Linked DNA regions of Anser cygnoides: region 1 is linked to region 2. A link is a contact called in public Hi-C data. All regions are on one chromosome and are shown on one strand. The core of a region is the stretch at or near the end of the contact, and the rest is flanking DNA. Distances in the headings are between cores, read along the strand shown.

What was found. A called contact is a pair of places that touch in the nucleus more often than the background predicts.
Region 1: a contact with region 2 is called in a Hi-C map of liver, with 2.7 times the contacts expected there. The contact joins the promoter of ST8SIA1 here to the enhancer-like site in region 2. A contact is called at or near these places in 2 of 7 Hi-C or Micro-C datasets (granulosa cells and liver).

What each region holds. Positions count from the first base shown.
Region 1 is chr1:78,005,576-78,009,935 of Taihu_goose_T2T_genome, forward strand. It overlaps ST8SIA1 (ST8 alpha-N-acetyl-neuraminide alpha-2,8-sialyltransferase 1), which reads right to left and starts at 2,594. Exons shown (of 6, transcript XM_048053923.2): 1 at 2,111-2,594. The coding sequence starts at 2,361.
Region 2 is chr1:77,840,977-77,844,919 of Taihu_goose_T2T_genome, forward strand. No RefSeq gene overlaps it. Among named protein-coding and RNA genes, the nearest start is that of CMAS, 120 kb to the left of the region's middle. Within about 2 kb of position 1,750, at least 1 of the 3 cell types and tissues checked has open chromatin away from gene starts, as enhancers often do.

The sequences.
Region 1 (4,360 bases), core at 1,344-3,843, 170 kb after region 2:
GAAGGAGGAAGGAGCCACTGTGGAGATTAAGGAGTTGCTGGCACTCATCTGCCAGGGTTCAGCCCACATCAGCAGAGGTGCTTTCTCTGACCTTGCTAAGCTACTCACTGAAGAGCTCTTTGAATCAGGCACATAATGCAAAGGGAACAGCACTCCCTAGTTTTGAAAAATATATTTTGATAAAGTTAACTACCTGGGGACAACCATCATCTACTTCAACAATAGGAGCCAAGTGAGTTTATAGGAAGAGAGATGCAGAGGTGTCAGATATTTTCACTACGTAGCAAGAACCTGGCTATTTGAACACTTATAATGTACCATGTTATACAATATAGTATTATACAAAGAAATATATGCAAGCACAGTAATGGAAAATCTTGTACTTCCTCATACAGATTTTTAGCAGAAGTACAGATTTGTTCTTCAGAACTGTGCACAGCCAAAATTGTTTCACAACCTCCTGTGTGCAGGAGCGCTAGAGAGAATAGCAATCCATGTCCTTCTTAAATAAGGATACTATCTTATGGAAACCCACCCAATATTAGGCTATTATGGAAGGCAGTATTACTTCAAAGTCCGCACAGAGGTTGTCTACAAAGCTCTATACCTGCTCACCACTTAAAACAGAGACCTGCATTCATAGAGAGTTTCCAGTACAAACTGAAACTTGGAGCTTTACAATGCTCTTACATAAAAAGAAAAGAATGGTAGCAAAGAACATCATTGTTTCTGTTGATGGTATTACAATATAGAGAAGTTTACCTGACAAGGACTTTAATTTCATAGCTTTCTACCAATGTTAAGAGCAGCAAATCTACTCAGCAAGAATTCAGAGTTCTACATCACTATTGTTTGACTATTTTGGTATATTCACTACATATCTCCAGTGAAAATTTCCTTTAAAAAAGCATTAATTCCTAAAGCAGATTGATTTAAAGTTAATTGTATTTAGCACTGCACCAACTGAGCAAGACACAGACGAGAAACCACAGCTCACTTTATTGCAAGATATTCTCTTCTGTAAGCATCCTTGAGATAACCACTACGCTTAGACAGTGGAAAAATATCTGGGCAGGTGGAATAGTTGAGAAGCCACACAGAGTTTGTGTTTGTAAACCATGTGGCTGAAATAGACTAAAAAATATTTTTTAAACTGAAGTTGCAGCAGCTGTGTCACCCTTCAAAGCAACATTTGGCTTACAAACATGAGAAATAATGCATCAAGCTCTCTCCTATATCACCTATCAGGTTAATTTTTTTAAAAAAATGATTAATCTACCTAAAAAATGTAAATCTGTGGCACAAAAGAATTAAGATAAATTAATAACTGAGGAGACCAACCCAGTTTATTCCAGTTTTATATCCTGTGCTCTAGAACAAGGATTCTACATCAGAACCTCATTGTTAGCTCTGTATTAAAGGGAGGACTTCTTTCAGGCCTAGATTCTATTAACACAAGCCCATTTATCATCTCTCATTGCTTATATTTCCTGCAAGCTCCAGGTGCTGAAGGGTGTGCTTTTGAAGAACTGCAAAGTTTCTGCTATCCCAGCAGACAAGATAGTAAGCAATCACATGCCAGCTCCAGTTCACGGCAAACACAAGTTGAGCTGCATTCACAAAACAAAGAAGAACACCAAATAAAGCTGTACGCCAGAACAGAAGCCCCTAGGAACTGGGATCTGATTCACTGTGGCATTTACTAAAGAAAGGGAGTCTTTTTGCAGGCAGCCCGGTTACCACTGACTCTGATCTTTCATCTGCTGCTTAGAGGACAAGGAGAAAACCCAGCTTCCCACCTGGAGGGGAAGGGAGACCCCGCAGCTGTCTGCATTTCACCCAGCCGCTCGAGCGGGCTTCAGCGGAAGGCAAATCTCTTCCGCACCCCTTTCAGGCCAGGGGCGCCCAGAAAGCCCTCCCTGCCGCAGGAGCACCCGGCTGCACTCCGGCCCTTTGCCTGCTCGGCCCAGGACGAGCCCCACAAAAGTTTGGCAGAGCAGAAAGGGTCGGGACCGGGCTGGGGGCGGCAGCAGCGGAGGGACGGGGCTGGCAGCGCAAAGTTTGGGGCGGTGAGGGTGCCCGTCCCCGGCCGCCCTTGAGCCGGCGGTACCTGAAGCCGGCGACCGCAGTGTGGTTCCTCCTCCACGCTTTGCCCCTGCTGCAGCAGCACCCCCTGCACGATCTCGCTTCTCGTCGGGCAGCCGGTAGACGGGGAAGACGTAGAGCCAGCAGAGGACGAAGACGCCCAGGGCGCTGGCCCCTACGGGCAGGCGGGTGCGCGGCCACTTCCACGCCAGCCCCGCCATCCTCCTCCTCCTCCGCCCGCAGCGCCGCCGCGGCGCCGGGCTGCAGCTCCTGCATCAGGCCCTCGCCGTGCGGGGGCCGCCCAGCCTCGCCGCCCTATGCCCGGCGGCCCGGCCCGGCGCCCGCTGCCCGCGGCCATCGCAGCCCGGCCGGGCTCCTCCCGGGGGCTGCGCCGCGGTTGGCTCCTCTCTCGGCGGTGGCTGCTGCCCCCTTCCTCACAGGCATTTGGTCCCTCGCTCTGCCCGCCAGGCGAGGCGAGGCGATGCTCCCCTCCCTCCGCCTCCCCGCCCCGCTCTCCGCTGCGGGCCGCCCCAGTAAATTTCCACCCCGGCCCCTTCTCTCGCTCAGCCTGTGCGGGCTTAGCCCCGCGCCGGGGCTTCCTTCCGCTCGCACCGGGGCCGAGGCACCTCCCGGCCCCTGCGCGGGGCCGAGGAGCCGCCGCCGAGCCCCCCGCAGTCCCGGCCTCCTCCCCGGGAGCCGCCGCACCGCCCGGCAGCGGCGCTCCCGCCGGGGGCCGGCGCCGCAGCGCGCCCTGGCGGCCATCTTCTCGCCCGCGGAGCCAGCCCGAGCCACCGCCTCGTGGCTGCCACCGGGAGCCAGCTGGCGAGGAGCAGCCCCCGGCTCGGGGCTGCAGCTGGGAGGGAAGAAGTGGCCCGCCAGAGCTGAGCCTGGAAAGGCTGGGGGGTGCTGGATGACTCGAGAACCTGACAGGGAGTGGCCCGTGTAAGAGGGGAGCGGGCTCCGACTGACAGCGCCGTTACGTCCGTGTGTACCCACAGCTACTTGTAACTTGGGAGATCCAAGGATGCGAGAGGACATTTACAGCCTCTCATGTCCGAGACCTATTACTGCGTAACAAATATTGTTTTCATTCACACCTTACACAGCAGAGCTGTCTAGAGCATTAGAGCTGCACTCTTCAGACCAAATGGGAAAAGAAATCGAGCAATGTGTTCCTGGCCAACACCTGACAAATATGTTCCAAGTAGAACAGATGTTTACATCCTCCCTAAGTAAACTTGTATTTTTGGTGAGGAAGCTATTTACCAACAGTAACATAAAACTGTCCAATCAACTCTACTAAAAACAAACAGAACTAATCAATCTGTCCCTGGGGGTGTTCAAGGAAAGGTTGGACTGGGTGCTTAGGGGACATGGTTTAGTGGGTGATATTGGTAGTAGCGTAATGGTTGGACTGGGTGATCTTGGAGTCTTTTCCAGCCTTTATGATTCTATGATCTTTAGGGAGACTTATTCAAAATGTAGTTAGCTAGACTTATCAAAAGTAAAAATTATTAAAATGTGCAAAACTGTGCATTTTTGTGTAAATGTGCAAAACCATGAACTCCAAATTAAATTCTGCCTCGTTGCTCACCTTTAGCTGAGAAGAGAGACAAACCTGAGTCTTGATGTCACTTGGGAAACCAGAAAGTGGAAAAAGGAACAAAAAGAAAGTAGAAATGGCTTATTCTTTGACCGTCCAAACTGGATGCAATGAAGTAAGTAGAAATGAAATAGATGCAGTTATTTGCTAGTTTCTTTGGTAACGTAGTCCCTCCTTAAGTAGTGTAGGGAGGGATCATTTCTTTTAATAAAGGATTTCTGCCCTTACACAATTAGATGCAGGGTTGGGGGTATTTTTTGTTTGTGAACCTATAAAGTATTCCTAAGCCTTTCCTCTTTTTTTTCTTTCCTTTTTTTTTTTTCTGAATATCTTTCAGCCTCAAGCCCCCAGGCTGTTCACTGAATTTATAACAGTCCACAGTCTGTCTAGTGCAATGGCTGTTAACTCCTTCACCATTTCCTGCCTACAGCCCACAAGGAGCCAGATGTACCAAGACAGAGATGAGGCAGAGCCTGTTATGTTGTTACTGACATGGCACAGAGAACTGAAAATGTCTGGCCTCGTTCTGTTATTATACAGGTAGAAATGTCTTCTTTCCTTACCTTCTGACAGTGAGCCCTGAAAGAAAAGCGTACTGATGCTTTACATTGTGGGTAATGATTTCAGGTGGAGAATAAACTGAAGATAAGAATAAACTGCTAAACATTAATC
Region 2 (3,943 bases), core at 500-2,999:
TTACCTCTGTCCAAGGAGTGCAGAAACAGGCAGGGATGTTGGGGTTGGCTGGCCTTGCTTGTGTGCAGAGGGGCCTGCTAGTTTAGCCATGCAGAAACATGCAAGACAGAGACTTTCAACATCAGTGACAGGAGAGGGGAAGATCCCACCTCCCTGCAGAACACAATCTAAGGCTTGAAAATGCCACCTGGAATGGCTACAGGAATTATTTCATTGTACACTGCTGCACAATGGAGGAAAAGGGACCCCAGACATTGGATAGCCCAGAAAAACATTGCCAGTAGGGGTGGGCTACATGTGCTGGTGAATGCCTCAGTGTCAACACCTGTATTGTGGGATGAGAGTCAGGGGATTATCATACCTTATTTCAGACCTCCTCCCAAACAACACATAATGAACCAAAAGAGACTTAAAGAGTAAGAGCACCTGTGCAGGAGAATGTCTTGGTATACAGGATTGTCAGCTTGTTTTAGAAAGGAAACCAACAAAAACTCCTCTCTCTTTTAAGTAGGTCTTGAGACATTAAAAGAAAAAGAGAGAGAAATGAGAGACAAAAACAAATCGAAGAAGTGAACAGCAGGACTCCAGGGAGCTGTAAAAATGTATTCTATTAAAAGATGTCTCTCAGCTGCAGAGCAAAGCGTGTGAAATTATGGCACCCAGCCTGCAGTATGTATCCCTGTTTGTTATATAGTAAGAACCAGGTGCTTCTCTCATCTTCCCAGTAATGCCTGGAAAACAATAATGACTTTCCATTCTAAATTGTTCTGAAGCACTAAGCAGCCCCTGAAATACAGCGCAGATGGAGTACCACAAGGGCCACCAGCTCTTCCAGAAGCAGCACCTTCTCCTGTGGAGGCACTAGGATATATAAAAGTATGTTTCCCTGAGTAAGGCATGCTATCCAAGTAAAGACAACTCCTCTTTCCCAGGATGGTATGCTTACCACACACATACATCATGAGGATGGCATTGAACTCACATTCACAGGAACCCCATCAAGCAGCCCTGGGATCCTTAATTCCCACTTTCTTCGTGAGGCTGCTCAATGTCCACTCCCACGTTCTCAGCTCTACCTTTTAGAGGGGAGTACTCTCTAAGTAAGTGCTGCAGAAAGGCACCTCTGTGTAGGTGCTGTTGCACTGCTCCCATGAGAGAGCTGTATACTGAGATAGGGTGTCAGTCTGAGCACAATAACCTTGCAATAGCCTGCAGTAACCTACAGGCAGTTCGGGCCTGTGAGTAGCTTTGATTTCATGAGAATGTAATGAATATACAGAAAAATAACTGTTTTGCTACTATTTTCTCCACTTCTACCAGGCTAACATGAGCAAGAACAAAAGAACAAAGGCTTAATTGCCCTTTGAAAGGAAGAAAAATCCCTGTCAGTCGCATGGCTGCATTTAAGGATGTGATGAGAGCAGTGAAGGGCTGCTCCGGTTCACCTCTTTCTGCTCCTGCTCCAGTCCCATGTAAGGTGCTTCTCACTGGCAGAGGATGCTGATGTGGACAGGTGCTCCCCAGAAAGCAGTTTTCTCCCTGGAGATCTTCACTGCTCTGCCTATGCTCCAGTGAGGGTAATGTCGGCTGCCACACGGCAGGAGCCAGCTTTGGAAAATGCCCAGGCAGTTTCAACATCTGTGCTCCAAACAGCCAAAAAAAAAAAAAAATTCTGGCTGAGCACAACTGCCGAGTTTGGATTTGGACTAGCAAAACTCGTCCTGTCTGCAACATCGGGGGGCAGTGTTTCCTTGGGAGCTCCACGGCCAGGAAAGCAGCTGCAGGGAAATGACTGAGGATAACCCAGAGGTGAATAGATGTGAAGATGTTTTATTTTTGTGCTGTAAAATATTTGACTTTATTAAAGATGGCAGCTAATTTAGGAACTGGAAGGAGGCAAATTGCAGTTCTGGTCACAAAATAAATCATTCTAGTACTACTCACAGCAGACTAGTCATGGTAAGCTACAAATATATGGATGTTGCAAACAGGAAAATGGTCTTAATGTAAATTGAGATAAATAAAATAGGAATATGAATGACCAAAAAAATCCTTAGATAAATAAAATAAAAATTAATAAGATATTTGTGTTGGAAAGCATTAAATACAGGAAAAGTAAATGAAAAAGCACAGTAGTAAACCGAAAACATTTGAAAAGTGAAGTGAGAGAAATAATTGCACCGGATGAATTGGGACATGCATAGTATCAGAAATAACTCGGAGCCTAAAAACCAGGCATGGTGGAAGAGTTGTAGAAGGCAACCTGTTAGTATGAGAAAATATGGGATCAACTGTTTCTAGTTCAAAATCTGGATCACGTTGCTGCATCCATGGCCTCCTGTGCAGCTCCGTACCTTCACCAGTTAAGCATAATTGGTAAGACTGACAGCCACAAGATTGTGCTAACCCAAAGGCATCACCACCAGGTGCAGTTTCTGGAGAGCTGCTACCAGCTGAACTAGAGACCCCAGCAAGCAGCTGCCTACCCCATGTTGGGTGCCAGCAGCATGAGTTTGCAACCTCGGCAGCAGGGCTGAGGACCTCTGCTTCCCTGCGGCCTTCAGACCAGCATGCCACAGCTGTCATTCTGTTGTTTTTCTGTTTTGTTTTGGTTGTTTGTTTTTTGTTTTTTTTTTTTTAAAGAAGAGAAAAAAATTGTTTTAAATGGTAAGCTATGATTGAAGTGGATACAAACAACAACTATTTTTTTTTTAAAAAAAGGAGAGAGAAGAAAATAGTAAATCAAAAAATGAAAGAGGCTGTATCTATCTACATAAAAAATGAGCTGCAGGCTAAATTACAGATAGATTGAGACAGATGACATCAGCTTTGCAGGAGGGTGACTTTAAGAGAGAAAATGAGTATAGGTCCTCCTTCACTCTTTCAAAGCTAGTTAAAATCAAGCAAAAAAAGATTTCCACTGATTTTCTCTTGAGCTCCTCATGGGAATAAGACATCCTGCTACACCTCATTTTTCTTTTTGCAAAAAAAAAAATATTTCAGCAAAACTGAAATGTGTTGTTCTCAACTGTTTGACATTTCCAAGCCAGTCACTAGGTGACCACCTCCATCACAGTAGGATCTCTCCCTTGAGCCAGTCCTGAGTCAGCCTCAGTTGCTGACCAAAACTAGAGCCAGGGCTGACACCAGCTAGATGTAGAGAAGGAAGAGGGAAGACACCAAGGGTGGGTCCCTGCATTATTGCTTTGCTCCAGCTAGGACATATTTGGAATATTGTCCAAAGACTTATCCTCCTGATATTTTCAGTCTGCATTTCACGAAAATAAATAAATAAATTAATAAAAATCATGCTGCTGATTAGACAAAAACATGATCTTCTCCAAAACAGGTTAACATGCTCATCCATTGCTCTGGCTTCACACATTTCGCTGATGCTGTTCCTCCAGTTAGTCTTGAACACATCTGCCTCAGACAGAACAGTGTTTATTAGCCATGTTTTTCCTTTTACAGATTTACCCATGTCCTTTCTTAGAGAATCCCTAACTATAATTTCCACATCTGCAAAAACACAGATCCTAAGAGCTTCTTCCTGGCCGCTGCTGTGTGAACAGCATGACTACGAAACTAAGAGTAACCCCCCCTACACCAAAACTGACTACCAGCTGTAGCTACAAGTACACACTGCAAGAGATTACCTTCATCTATCAGGTCATAGTAGATGAATGCCAGTGCAATCCTCTCATATCTAATTGCTCTGTGGAGGTCATCTTAATTGCTGCAGAAAGAGCTGCTTTCTTGTGACAACTCCTTTCTTAATGGCTTGTTTACGCACTCTTAATGTGCGTCTTGCAAATAGCTGAATGTCCCATGTTTTGCCCAGGGACCCTCTTGGCAGGATGAAGCAGGAAGTCTAAAAGCTACTAAAAGTCTCTGGTTTGATGATGCATGTAAGGCAGGAGGAAGTGGGTAAGCTCTGCATTGA